2 separate regions of the Mus musculus genome follow, and region 1 is linked to region 2. The links are chromatin contacts, called in public HiChIP or PLAC-seq maps. All regions are on one chromosome and are shown on one strand. Each heading gives the region's core, a stretch centred on a gene start, on an enhancer-like site or on the middle of the called end of the contact. The rest is flanking DNA. Distances are from core to core; before and after follow the strand shown.

Evidence for each region. HiChIP or PLAC-seq counts read pairs in DNA pulled down with a chosen protein or histone mark.
Region 1: a contact with region 2 is called in an H3K27ac HiChIP or PLAC-seq map of embryonic stem cells, with 10 read pairs. The contact joins two enhancer-like sites. A contact is called at or near these places in 11 of 484 Hi-C or Micro-C datasets (Sertoli cells, Th1 cells, Th17 cells and 6 more) and 11 of 115 datasets of contacts at active chromatin or transcription factors (CD8 T cells, the NIH/3T3 cell line, Th2 cells and 8 more).

The regions. Positions count from the first base shown.
Region 1 is chr5:118,446,510-118,453,510 of GRCm38.p6, forward strand. No RefSeq gene overlaps it. Among named protein-coding and RNA genes, the nearest start is that of Gm30746, 12 kb to the right of the region's middle. RefSeq lists cis regulatory regions at 1-5,974, 1-5,974. Within about 2 kb of position 2,827, at least 60 of the 459 cell types and tissues checked have an H3K27ac peak or open chromatin away from gene starts, as enhancers often do. A contact at or near this core is called in embryonic stem cells, where this site is marked.
Region 2 is chr5:118,350,160-118,357,120 of GRCm38.p6, forward strand. No RefSeq gene overlaps it. Among named protein-coding and RNA genes, the nearest start is that of Gm46942, 6.3 kb to the right of the region's middle. Within about 2 kb of position 3,827, at least 91 of the 459 cell types and tissues checked have an H3K27ac peak or open chromatin away from gene starts, as enhancers often do. A contact at or near this core is called in embryonic stem cells, where this site is marked.

The DNA of each region.
Region 1 (7,001 bases), core at 1,577-4,076, 95 kb after region 2:
GGCACTCCATTCTCTGACCACGTATTGGTGACCAGCACATCACATGTAGTCCTTGGTGGCCAACGCTCCAACACCCACTCGTAACAGCTCACCTTACCTTAACAACCATAGTTCCATCAACATCTGTCTCGGTCACAGGTGAGACTTCTTTGAAACAGGCTCCGAATCCTGACAGAAAGAAATGGAAAAGCTCCCGATTTCCATGTTGTTAGAAGGAGGTGGAGCTCACCATAAATGATTCACGGCGTGTCAATCAAATGACAACCGGAGTGATGCGATTATTTATTTTTTTACTCCCTTGCTCGGCTGGCATTCTTGCACCTTCTCCAATCTCCCCCCACCAGGGGTTCCCGTGCCCTCTTTGTCTTTTTGAAGCACTTTGGTTCATATTTTATTCATGATAGATTTGACAGAGGCTGCACAGTCAGAGTCCAGGTTCGCACCTGTACCCCAGTGGTCAGCGCAGCCAGAGGGATAACACTGGCTCCTGCCGGCTCTCAGGAAACTCTGGCTCTACTGGTATGGCCAAGAGGAGACACAGCTCTGAACAGGAAGGGGCACTTCCTATCCTTGTGGAGCTGACATAAGTGATACTGGCTTAGATCCAGGCTCTTGTCCGTGGTCGGTAAGAGCTCCGAAGTTGGCTGGCTCCTCCAGCTCAGTTTACCCTTTTCAAGTCTCAGACAGGGTCTTGCTAAACTGCTCAGGAGAGTCTTGAACTCTCTCTGTAGCCCAGGCAGGCCTGGAACTCACAATCTTCCTGCCTCAGACTGTGAGGAGCTGGCTCACCCGACTCAGCTTTGGTTGTTATGGTGGCTGTGCACTGGAGGCAGGAGGCTTTGATTCCTGCTGGGGGTTCATTGGGGAACCAGATGCTCGGGAACCCGCTGTAATCTGGTTTTTCCTGAGGCAAGTGCATGGTTTGAATGCTGTGTCCCCAGAGGGCCATGTCCTGGAAGCCTGAACCTCAGTGTGGGCCTGATGAGATCTTGGGACTTAGTGGGAGACAGGCCACGGGGACGTCATTCATAGAAGAGATTACTGGCTTGTTCCTATAAGAGGAGATCCTACTAGAACAAGCCTGGCTTTCAAATTCCTCTGGCTTCCTGCCTGTCCTGTGACTCTTTTCACTCACTGTCATGATACCATGAGCCCTGGAGGCCCTGGCCAGAGACCACTGGGAAACTGCTGAGAGCTGAAGAAGCCTCTTTGCGTTATAAACTATCCAGCCCAGGGTGTTTCAATATAAACAGACCACAAGGAAAGAGCAAAGCTATCCAATGTGTGCCCTGTGTGGCTCTACTTGGATTCTGTCACTTATCCTGGAGAAAGAATGAAGGATGTGACCAGAGAGTTGAACCCAAACCTTTCCTTTAGCCAGAACACCGCCCCACCCACCCACTATGCAACAACTTTATAAAGGACTACCATGTTATTGGCAGAAAAGCTGAGGGAGAGAATTGAAGCCATCTGGTTACACCAGGCTCTGTGAGTAAAAACTCTACACTGTATTCATTTGGTAGAGAGTTTCAAGAAAAGTCTAGAGATTGACAGGAAATTGTTGAGAATATATGGAGCAACTATTTTGTTGTTGTTGTTGTTGTTTTCCCTTTTTTGACCTTTTTTCTTCGGGCCTAGACATATTCTAAATTTTCTAAGACTGCCCGTCACTTACATAAAATTAAGAGGGACAGGGCTATGGAGATGGCTCAGTGGGTAAAGCCATTGCCATTCAAGCATGAGGACCTGAGTTCGAATCTCCCCGGAACCTATGTAAAGCCAGGTGCTGTAGCCTAAGTCTGGAATCCCAGTTCTCCAATGGGGAAATGAGAGGCACAGGGAACCCCCAAAGCTTGAGGGCCACTAATGAGTGTATGGAATGTGGAACAAGATGGCCTGGTGTCAAATAGGGCAGAAAGTAAGGACCGAACTCCTGAGGTTGTCCTCTGACCCCCATATGCATTATGGTACATGTGTGTACCTCCCCATAAACACACACACACATACAGGCATACACACACATACATACATACACACAAACACACATGCACACTCACACACACATACACCATCCACCAATCAATCAATCAATCAATCAGTCACCCAAACTAACAATCAGGAATCGTTCTTGCTATATCTGGGCGTCTTTTGTTGTGAACCAGACTCTAAGCCAGGGGACATTCCAGCCACAGTCACTATCTATAGTTATTGCAGGCAAAGGACTCCCACCCGTTGGGTCAGCTGAGTTGTGTGTCCCAGCTGACCTCTTTAATGGTGCCACTTGAGGTTTGTGTCATCAAGATAGGCTACCTAAAAGAGGCTTGTCCTGGGGACTTGGGCTGTTTTGTCTCCCGGGGGTTATTTTTATTGGTTTGTAAATTGAACCTTCCCCCTTGGTTGCCTCCTGGAGCTGTGGAGAGGGTGGACTATAGTTGGCCCACGCAAGGGTGGGAGGCACTTGGTCTGGGAAGCCACAGCAGAAGAACAACCAAGTAGAGGCAATGCTGGAGAAGAGGAGGCTGCACCACAGTCAAGCAGAGTGTGAGAACGGAAGGCTGTCTGGAGATGACCCAGCCCAGTGGGTAGAGCTCTTGCTTCACATCTGCAAAGCCCTGTACTATGAGGTCATCCTCAGCTACAGAAAGTTTGAAGCTAGCCTGGGCTACCTGAGATCCAGGATACTACTCCACTCTGTGTGTGTGTGTGTGTGTGTGTGTGTGTGTGTGTGTGTGTGTGTGTGTGTGTTGGAGAGCAGACTCTGGGCTTCCCACGTGGTAGGCAAGCTCTACACCACTGAGACACACCCCAGACACACCCTCATTCCAATCATTCTTTGATCTTGTGGTTTTCTTTATGAGTCGACTTGGCTGGACCACAGTATCTAGCTATTTAGTCCAACCTTATTCTGGATGTTTCTGTGAAGGCATTGTGCATTTGGACTTAGAGGTACAACTCACTGGCAGAGAATTTGCCTAGTATAAAGGTCCCAGGTTTGACATGCAGGACATCCATGACAGGACGGAGCCTCTGAGTGTTCAGAGGACAGATCACAGGAATCTGATGGCCCAAGAGATCAATTTAGATTGACAAACTTGGTGGCAGACACCTTTACCTGCCACAAACCTGACATTTAAATAACAAATGGAGTTTCAGTAAAGCACTCTGTACTTGCGGGGTGGGTCTCATCTTTTTCCTTAGTGGAAAAAGGAAGCCAGGTGTGGTAGAACTGTAATTCTAGCACTAAGAATCTAAGACAGAAGATTGCATCTGAGTTTGAGGCCAGCCTGTGCTATGTAGAAAGACTCTGCCTCAGACAGGAACAGAAACAAAGTACTAGTTCCCTTAAGGAAGACACACACACACACACACACACACACACACACACACACGAGAGAAGAGAGACAGACAGACAGACAGACAGAAAGAAAAGGAGATGGAGAGAAAGAGAAATTTTAAAATATTCTTATTACTTATTTTATGAGTATTGAGTTTTGTCTGTGTGTATGTCTGTACACCACATTTGTGACTGGTGCCCACAAGCTCAGAAGTGGGTGTCAGATCTCCCAGAATTGTAGTTACTATTGTGAGCGGCCATGTGGATGCTGGGAATCACACCGAGATTTTCTGGAAGAACACCAGTGTTCCTCATAGTCCTGAGCCATCCCTCCAGCCAGAATTAAAATATTTTTTAGTTAAATATTTTAAGTAAAATAAAAAAACAGCCTCGGGTGCTGGAGAGCCAGGTTACCTACATACCTCTTATCTGTCATCTGTTTTTCTGTGTGTGTATGTATGTATGTATGTATGTATGTATCTATCTATCTATCTATCTATCTATCATCATCTATGTATCTATGTATCTGTATATCTATATATCTATGTATCTATGTATCTGTGTATCTATGTATCTATTTATCTGTCTATCTATGTATGTGTGTATCTATCTATCTATCTGTCATCTATATCTTTTTCTCTTTGTCTTTCATCTATCTGTCTATCTATCTCTGCCTATCATATATAACAATTTATCTCTCTTTCATGTGCCTGTCTGTCTGTCTATCTATCTAATTCTCAAACCCATGAACCTCTCCCTGCTGGTAATGTCTACTCTTTACTCCTTTTCACAGGGGCGTTCTGCACACATTGGCACCTGCTGGATTCAGAACAGAGACTCACGAGCTTCAAATAAATAAATAAATAAATAAATAAATAAATAAATAAATAAATAAAATAAAAATTGGCAATATCCTGGTAGGTTGGCTTAGGTGCTGTACTGGCTAGTTTTGTGTCAACTTGACACAGCTGGAGTTATCACAGAGAAAGGAGCTTCAGTTGAGGAAATGCCTCCATGAGATCCAACTGTAAGGCATTTTTTCAATTAGTGATCAAGGGGGAAAGGCCCCTTGTGGGTGGGACCATCTCTGGGCTGGTAGTCTTGGTTCTATAAGAGAGCAGGCTGAGCAAGCCAGGGGAAGCAAGCCAGTAAAGAACATCCCTCCATGGCCTCTGTATCAGCTCCTGCTTTCTGACCTGCTTGAGTTCCAGTCCTGACGTCCTTTGGTGATGAACAGCAATGTGGGAAATGTAAGCTGAATAAACCCCTCCCTCCCCAACTTGCTTCTTGGTCATGATGTTTGTGCAGGAATAGAAACCCTGACTAAGACAGGTGCCTTCTGCCATGCTTGATAGCCTGGTGATCCCTGGGATAAGAAAGACAGAACTGTCCTCTGCACGTTGTCTCCTGACATCAGCAATGTGCTGCTCCCCAACAACAAGTACATAAATAATAAAATGAATACTTTTAATTGGAAACTTTGAAGGGAATGGAAGGGTATGGTTGAGCAGCCCCAAGTCCCTGTGTTCGCTCCCCAGTGCTGTAAGTGATTAATCAGTTAATTAAAAATAAGCAAAGGAGGGCAGGGATGAGGCCTCAGGGGTTAAAGCACTTGCCACGGGAGCCTAACGACCCAAGTTCAGACCCCCAGCAGCCACACAAACAGCTGGGTGAACAGATGTGAAGCCAGCTCATAATCCTAGCTGTCAGGAGCAGAGACAGGGGTCCCCATGACAAGCTGGCTGACCAGCCAGGCCAAGTCAGCCAACGCCGAGCCCAGCAGAAGACCTTGCCTTGATGAATAAAAAGTGATCAAGGTAGACAGCCGACGCCAACTTCTGACCTCCACACACTCGTGGACCCATACGTGCATGCAAAACAGATCATAGAAGACACTCGAGTATTCATTCTAACAACACGCGTCAGGCATGTAGCGTGTGTTCACACTTCTACTGCCCACGCTCATGTTCCCACACTCAGAAATGAAATCCTTTGCTTCTTGGCCACTTGATAGGACTACCTTTTCAGGTCTCTGCTGCCAGTGGTACAGGGCCAGGCACACAGTAGGTGCTCATTAAATGCTTGTTAAATGAATGAACAAAAGCTAAGAAGAGTTTTGTTCCCGGCCTGCTTTGTGGTGTTTGTGGCTGGGGGTAAGAACCAATAATAACACAGGAAATTTACACTGGCTGGAAGCTCCTGGACTCCCAGGATCTAGTGACCCAAGGGATTGTTGTTTGTCCACATATTCAAGCTGCAGAGACAAAGCTATAATTTTAACCTGGCCTTGGGACCATGCGTGCCATGCTCTCTGCCCATTCCAGGTATAGGCCAACAAGTAGCAGAGGGACCCAAGAGGAGAAGGAGCCAGAGGTAGAGGTGGGGCTCATTATCAGGGTGCAGAGACCTTGGAGGCACACCCAGCTTTGAGGTAATACTGCACCTAACACAGCCTGCCCTGCTCCCACAGAGTCCCTTTCCTGCATTGCTCCTCTGTCAGGACTTGTCTGGTCCAGGTTTCATGGCTGCAGGCTTCTGTTCCCTGCTGCCAGTACTGGGGGCTGGAGCTCAGCAGGTCTGTCTTCCCTGACCACCCAAGTCACTGCCGAGGCAATTAATTACAGAATAGGGTGCGGCTTTGGGAAGGCTCCTCTGCTGCCCCTTTGGAGCTGTTATTTAATTTTTTGATCGTCCTTTTTTCAAGGTTTCCCAAGTGGGTTGTTTTGCAAGCACCACCTGGAGCTAGAAGTAACCCTCGGGTCCCCAGCTCCAGGCTGGGTGACTATGAGTCAAGAAACTCTTGCTTGCCACCAATCAAAGAAAACACATGGTGGGACTCGTGTCTCTAGCCGCATATGTTGCAGAGGATGGCCTAGATGATCATCAATGGGAGGAGAGGCCCTTGGTCCTGTGAAGGTTCTATGCCTCAGTATTGGGGAATGCCAGGGCCAGGAAGCAGGAGTGGGTGGGTTGGGGAGCAGAGGGAAGGGGAAGAAGATAGGGGATTTTCAGAGGGGAAACTAGGAAAGAGGATAACATTTGAAATGTAAATTTAAAAAAATCTAATTAAAAAAAAAGTAAAAGAAAGAAACTCTTACTTGGTTTGACTGTCATGTTCTCTCTCATAGCAAATCATTTGTATCTTTAAAGACAGAAGAGGGGAGCTGGCCAGGGCATGTGAGGGTGAGAACACTGCAGTCAACAGGAACAAGCTAGGACTGCACTTATAAGAGCAATTAGAAAGGCCAGAATGGGCTGCAAGCTGATTACCAGGTAGACAACAGTGTTTTGTTTTGTTTTTTGTTTTTAAGGTAGGGTCTCTCTTAGTGATGTCTGACCTTAAAGCTACTTTGTAGCCGGAAGATAACTTTGAATTGGTCCTCCTGTCCGAGTGCTCGAAATACAGGTGTGCACTGCCACGTCTTTCTATGGTGCTGTGAATTTATTTGCTCTTGAGGCAGAGTTTTACTAATTCTGGCTGTGTTTGAGCTCACACAACCCTCCAGCTTCTGCCTCCCTAGTAGATGGTTTGAGATGTGTATTCCCCATGCTCATCCATCTCTCTCTCTCTCATACACACACACACACACACACACACACACACACACTGATGCACCTACAGAGTGGGGGACAGCCCTCCAAAGAAGTTCACGTCCTCTGAGGGAGT
Region 2 (6,961 bases), core at 2,577-5,076:
GGTGGTAGGAGTATTAGTATACTGAGTCGTGAGACCTGGACACAAACAAACATGTGCCCTTTATTTCTTCTCCTTGGTGATGACCAAATGACAGCGACTAAGCTTGGTACACTAGCATCTGCTCAGGTGCCACTTTTAGGCCTTCTGACTCCTCTGTGCTAGTGTGGGATGGGACCTATGGGCAAGGAGGGGTCTTGTCTGATGTCTACAAAGATGATCCCCAAAGTATACAGTCCCCTTCTTTGTTTCTTAGTGTGCCGGCTAGTTTAGTGTCACCTTGACACAAGCTAGAGTTATCTGAGAGGAGGGAGCCTCAATGGAGAAAATGCCTCTACCAGATCAGGATGTAGACAAGTTTATAGGGTATTTTCATTATCAGTGATTGATGGAGAAGGGCCATCCCACTGTGGGTGGAGCCATCTCTGGGCTGGTGCTCCTGGGTTCTATAAGGAAGCAGGCTGAGCAAGCCATGGGGAGCAAGCCAGTAAGCAGCACCCCTCCATGGCCTCTGCATTAGCTCCTGCCTTTAGGTCCTGCCCTGCTTGTGTTCCTGTCCTGACTTCCTTCAATGACAAACTTTATTATGGAATATAAGCCAAATGAACCCTTTCCTCCACAAGTTGCTTTGATCATGGTATTTTATCACAGCAATGGCAACCCTGACTAAGACACTTAGGGACAGACATTGTGAGATCTTTAGTGACATCTAGTTACAACTTGCTTGAAATTTGCATTGACAACTGTCTTCTTCATTATTATTTCTTTGGGAGGCTATTCCTCTTTAAAAAACAAAAACAAAACACACACACAGTACACATTGCTTTACTTTTAAATTCTTTTAGACTATTTTTTATTTTATGTGTACATATGTGTGTTTGCACGAACGCAAGCCATGTGTGCATGGTATCCTTGGGGGCCAGAAGTTGTCAGATCCCCTGAAGCTGGAGTTACAGGTGGTTGGAAACCTAACCTGGGTGTTTCAAACCAAACTGGAAGTCATCTCTCCATTCCCAACAACAAGGGTTTTAATGAAAGGTGTTCTAAGCAGCATGTGGTTGTAGCCGTCCAGTGGCCATGGACAAACTGGGTATACCTGAAAGGAGGGCTGGAAATGAAAAAGGACAGGGTGCGAGAGGATGAAGCCAAGATAAAGGTTCTGATCAAGGCTCAAAGTTTAATTTTCAGCACTCTGTTTATATAGGGAAAACCCACAGACCCATCCTTTGTTTCAGCTGGATTATGTTGCAAAGTGAGCTCAGTGGGCAGTCTGTTCCTGTAGGAAACTGCAGGTGCAGCAAGGCAGAAGTCTCCAGCTGGGTCCAACTGTGGGGGTACTTAAGGTCTATTTAGCCTGTTCAAGTACTAGGGGAAGAACATTCGTGGTGGTTTGAATAAAAATGGCTCCCATTGGCTCATTTGAATGCCTGGTCATCAGGGAGCAGACCTGTTTAAAAAGGATTAGGAGGTGTGGCCTTACTGGAGAAAGTGGGTTAATTGGGCTGGACTTGGAGGTTTCAAACACCATGGCAGAGTCTCTCTCTCTCTCTCTCCCTTCCTCCCTCCCTCCTTCCCTCCCTCCCCTTCTTCACTTCCCCCTCCCTTTCTCTCTCTTTCCTCCCTCCATTTCTCCCTCCCTCCTTCCTTCTCTTTCCCTCTCTCTCCCTTCCTTTCTCCCTCTCTCTCCCTCTTCCTCTCTCTCTTTCTCCCTCCATTTCTCCCTCCCACCTTCCCTCTCTCTCTCCCCTTTCTCCCTTTCTCCCTCCCTTCTTCCCTATGTTTCTGCCTGCTGCCCGTGTATCAGGATGCAATGCTCACAAACTGCTTGCTCTAGTGCCAGCCTGTTTTCTCTCTGCCTGGATGATCATGAACTTACAAGTGTTGCCTTGGCCATGGTGCCTCTTCATAGCAATAGAACAGTGATTAAGATAAAGGAGATTGGCAGTTTAGTTGTTATGTCGCTATCTTTCTAGTTCCCTAGTAAGGACAAAGAAGAGATATAGACTCAGGGAAAGCCAAAATCTCACTAGCACCCCTTATGAAAAAGGGAACGGATCAACCTGGACAGATCAGTGGGTCCAGGTCTTCATTAGAGCATCCTCAGGTTCCTGCACAGTCATGGCCAGGGAAGCATACTGGGTTGTTTTACTGCAGGATGTCTCAGATTCTTCATCGTGCTAGTGTGGACTGTGTGGGTGGTGCCCCACTTTTCCTTGTTCTTGAAATTCACACAAGCAAAGTGTTCCTGAGAACCACATCCCAGATACACCCATTAGAAAAAGCTGGATTTAATAGCCTTAAGATTGTCTCTTGATAAAACCAGACCGTCAGAGAATTACAGATATCACAAGGTTTTGGTCACTTACAGATTGGTGGCGTTGGAGATTGCCTGACCTGAACAGTGGAACATGACAGAGAACCCAGGGTACAAACTTCCTATCATTTTTATCACAATCCAAAACAACAACAACAACAACAATAAACCTTTCATTGTATACTGTCATCTCAGCACTTGCTGAAACAGGACAATCAGGAGTTCAAGGCCAACCTTGACTCTATACCCAGATGAGACCAGCTTGGGCTACATAAGACTCTCCCAGAAAACAAATAGAAACCGATGTACAGCTTGTGGCTAGTAAGAACTGAATTTTCCTAAGCATCAAGCTTGCTTATGTCCAACACAATGGGCAAGAGAAAATTCTAAGCTAAAATGTCATTTAAACTAAGAGCACATTGTGGATGTGTTGGTGTGGGAAGAATATCGGGAGGTTGGGGTGTGGGGGGTGGAGGGGTGGGAAGTGCCAGTTAGGGGTGGGCAGGGTCTGGCCACTCGGCCCTGTAACTGCAAAGACGCTTGCATGAGATGGTGTGGTGTGAGACCGGAAGAATTCATGATCTACCAAAGAGGATGACCATGGAATTCAAAGAGTCTCATGGGCTTGGGGCATGGGAGTGGGACACATGGCTCAGTTCTTAAAGGATACACTGTTAAGTTTCAAACCCGGAATGGGGGCGGGGGGAAGGGAGGGAGGAATGAGGTGCCTATTTAACATTTTAAAGAGGACCTGGCCTCTAGCTCCTCCCAGGATTCCTCAGTCCCTACCTGTTTCAGGGCGTGGTTGGCATAACTCCGCCCTCTACCCTGAACTCTCCAGCCCAGGGGCTGGGCTGCCTGCCTCCCAGAGGCTCTTCCCAATATAATCCACTCTCTCTTCCCCTCCCCGGACTCAGTTCAGGGTCATGACCACGCTGGACTCTCCCAGATGTGTCTGCTTCTGGCTATGCTCCCACAGATATAATAATAAACATTCTCCTCCACCATACCTAGGAGCGCCTGTGTCCTTTCCTTTCCATTTTATTTCTTTTCCTTCTCCCCCCCCCCGTCCCCCTCCCCCTCCCCTCCTCCTCCTCCTCCTCCTCCTCCTCCTCCTCCTCCTCCTCCTCCTCCTCCTCCTCCTCCTCCTCCTCCTTCTTCTTTTCATTCACTTGCCTTGTGAGTGTAAGGACCTGGGTTCGATGTTGTGTTGTAATTTCAGTTTCTGGAGAGGAGGAGACAAGACCACCCGCTGGACTCGCTTACCAGCTAGCTTAGGCTTCTTGTCCTGTTTCAGACCATCACCATCACCCCAGGGCACAGAACAACGGGAAGCCACAGGGTCACGGCCTGCTAGTTTGAGAGCTGAATCCATTCATTCATTTGGGAAAGCAATCATTGACTAAGCACCTCCCATCGAGTGGGTGTGGCATGGAGACGCCAGGATGTGCAATTATCCCTGTCTTTAAATCCCCTTGGACACTTCCCTACAGGGAAACGAGGTTTCAGAGAGTCTTCAAATCTCTTTTCTACTTGCCTGGGGGAGGAACTTCAAAGATTGGGTCTTTCCACCAAGCCCTTGATGAGAAGCTTGCGGGAAGCCAGAGACACAAGGCGACATTATTCCCAGAATTAGACTCACGTGTTACTTTAGCTTTCTGTCCCTTCTGCCCCCTTTCCGGTCCCCCTCATTTCTCCCTCCCGTTTTCCTCCCCTTCCTTCTCCCCATCTCTTAGCAGTTCCTCTCTCCCTCTCCACTCCACTCCCCTCCCCTGCCTCCCTCTCCTACACTCTGACACTCTTCCTCTTCCTCCCAAGTCCTTTCTCTTCCTCTTTTGAAAAGTGTGCCCTCCCAGCACCCCAGGCCAATCGGATTCTCCAGGGTTGAGTTACGGTCCTGAACTCACTGACTCATTGGTCCGAACACCAGACTTCAAATTCCCCTTGAAGTCAGTGTGATCCAGAAAAAACAGTAGTGTTGGGGGAGATTTAAAATATCTCAGCTGGAGACCTTTGAAAGCATGAACACACACACACAGACACACACAACACACACACTTATACTCATGCTCACCCTCATGCACATATACTCACACTGACACATATACACATATACACACACACATACTCACAGTAACCCAGTCACATACATAATACATACACACTCATACTCACACACATATACACACTCTCATAACACACATTCTCTCTCTTATATAAACACTCTCACACTAACACACTCACAGATACTAATACACACTCTCACACACACTCGAGTGCACACACACACACACACACACACACACACACACACAAATCCTTTAGCCTCTGGGAAAAGCGGGAGCAATGGAATTCTTCAGAACAATTGCAGGGAATCTCTTTATCTTGATGGAATTAGGCTGCTTAATAAACTAGCCGGGAGCTACCTTGGACTCCCTCTGGAAACACACTCCACCACATTTTCTTCCTGGCACTCAACAGGCAGGAGAGAAATAGATTGTTGTTTTTTTTGTTTTGTTTTTTGTTTTTTTCCTTCCTGTGCTGCCCCTGAGACACAGGTTCAAGCTTGCCCTTCACTACCAAGCCAGCTTAATTCTCTGGAACTCTTCCTTGAACGTCAGCAGCCCGAGGGCTTTGTGCTCAAAGAGCAAGCTCTCAACTGGCATTTCAGGCCAGATGAGAAGATTCTGCTGTTTCTGTGCCCCTACAGGGGGATTACTGTGAAGGTCTGCTGGCAGGCAGGGCAGCATGCCTGGGGAGAGAGAATCAGAAGGTCTAAAGGTTTGATAGCAGAAAGCTAGCCAGGGCTCTGAGTTCAAACCCCACCCTACTTAAAGCTGTTGAGTTCTGCCCATAGCTTCTACAGTCCCACCCTTGGTCTTCTTTCTTCTGGAAAAAGCAACTTCATGTAAGGACCTCTTGCCTTCCTCTGGCCAAGAGGTAAACGCACAATTTTGACCATGCCAGATGAGGTTCTCTCAGAATTTAGGACTCTGTAGCCTTGGCGCAAATCCATCAAGGCATCTGGAAACCTCCCCGGGACCCCCCTGGGTCTCCATAGCCAGGGCAATCCCTGTGCCTTTCTAAGACTGTTTGGCTATTTTATGTTTTAAAATCTCTCTGGAAGCTTCTAATTCTGTTTCTGTTGTCTGTCTGTCCATCTCTTTCTGTGTGCATGTGCATGTGTATTTAGGGATAGGTGCGGGGGGTTTCACGTTGTGTCGGGCAGGCCTTTTGCCACTGAGCTACATCCTAGGCCCCACCCCACCCCCTTATTTTTCTTGCTGGCTCACATTGCTTTCTTCTTCCCTCCCTCTACCCTTCCCTCCCTCCCTCCCTGGCTCCCCCATCCCCACCCCCTTCTATTCAAGTTAGCCAGTCAAATTCTGCCTCTGGCCAAGGTGACTGTACTCAGGGCTGTTTGCCAGATGAACACAAGCAGATACAGCAGAGGAGAGCTGTGAGCGCTATAAAGACGGGCTAACTCTGTAAAGCCTGGGCCCAGCTTTCTGCTTGAGGTTGTGACACGGGGACGGTGGGGACGCAGAGCCCAAGAGAGTGTGTGGCCTCCTCAGGATGGGACAGAGGGTTGAAGAGGTTGGAGTTTGTGAGGCTAAATCCCAAAGAGTCACTCACTTAATAGTGTCATAAATTGGCACAGGGGACTCATTGGGCCAGAGATTGAATGCCAAATTGCTCCGGCATTGGGCAACACACTACAAAGCTGGCAGAGTGTGCAGTGGCTGGTATAGCGTGGGCCAAGTCATTTGAGGAGTGCTTCTGGGTCTGGGGACGTTCAAGTTCTAGCAAGTAAAACAGGCGCCATGGGTTGAACAGCTAAGGCATTTCCTGGAGGCCACGGAGAGGCTGTGTCTGGGTGGCGGGGCTAAAACAGGGTCTCGGAGGTGGGATTGTGGGGGGAGACAGAGAAACAAACCTGGGAAAGTCAATTCAATGACTTTCCCCAAACAAAATTTCAGAGGATAAAAGAACTAAAGCAGGTAGTCTGTTGTGTGTCCAGCCCTGGAAGAAGCACAGAGAGCGCCCCCCCCCCCCAGAGCATCCTCAGGCAGTATAATGTCAAATGCCCAGAGCCATTGAACAGAGGAGGGTTTGGGAATGGTTTCATAAATAAGGCCAGAGGTAGGAAGAAGAGGGAGGTGGGGAAACAGCTCAGTAAAGTGCTTGCATGAGGACCCAAGTTCAAATCCCCAGAACTCATGTAAAAGTAGGATGCCGTGCTGGGTAGTTCTGTGTCAGCTTAACACAAGCTGGAGTCATCAGAGAGAAAGGTGCCTCAGTTGAGGAAATGCCTCCATGAGATCAGGCTGCAGGCAAGCCTATAGGACATTTTCTCAATTGGTGATTGATGTGGGAAGGGTTCCGCCCACTGTGGGCAGAGCCATCCCTGGGCTGGTGCTCCTGGGTTCTCTAAGAAAGCAGGCTGAGCAAGCCACGGGGAACAAGCCAGTAAGCAGCATCCCTCCATGGCCTCTGCATCAGCTCCTGCTTCCAGATTGCTGCCTTGTGTGAGTTCCTGCCCTCACTACTTTGGATGATAAACTGTGTTATGGAACAGTGAGCGAAATAAACCCTTTCCTCCTAAAGTCACTTTTCAGCATGGTGTTTATCACAGCCATGATGACCTTA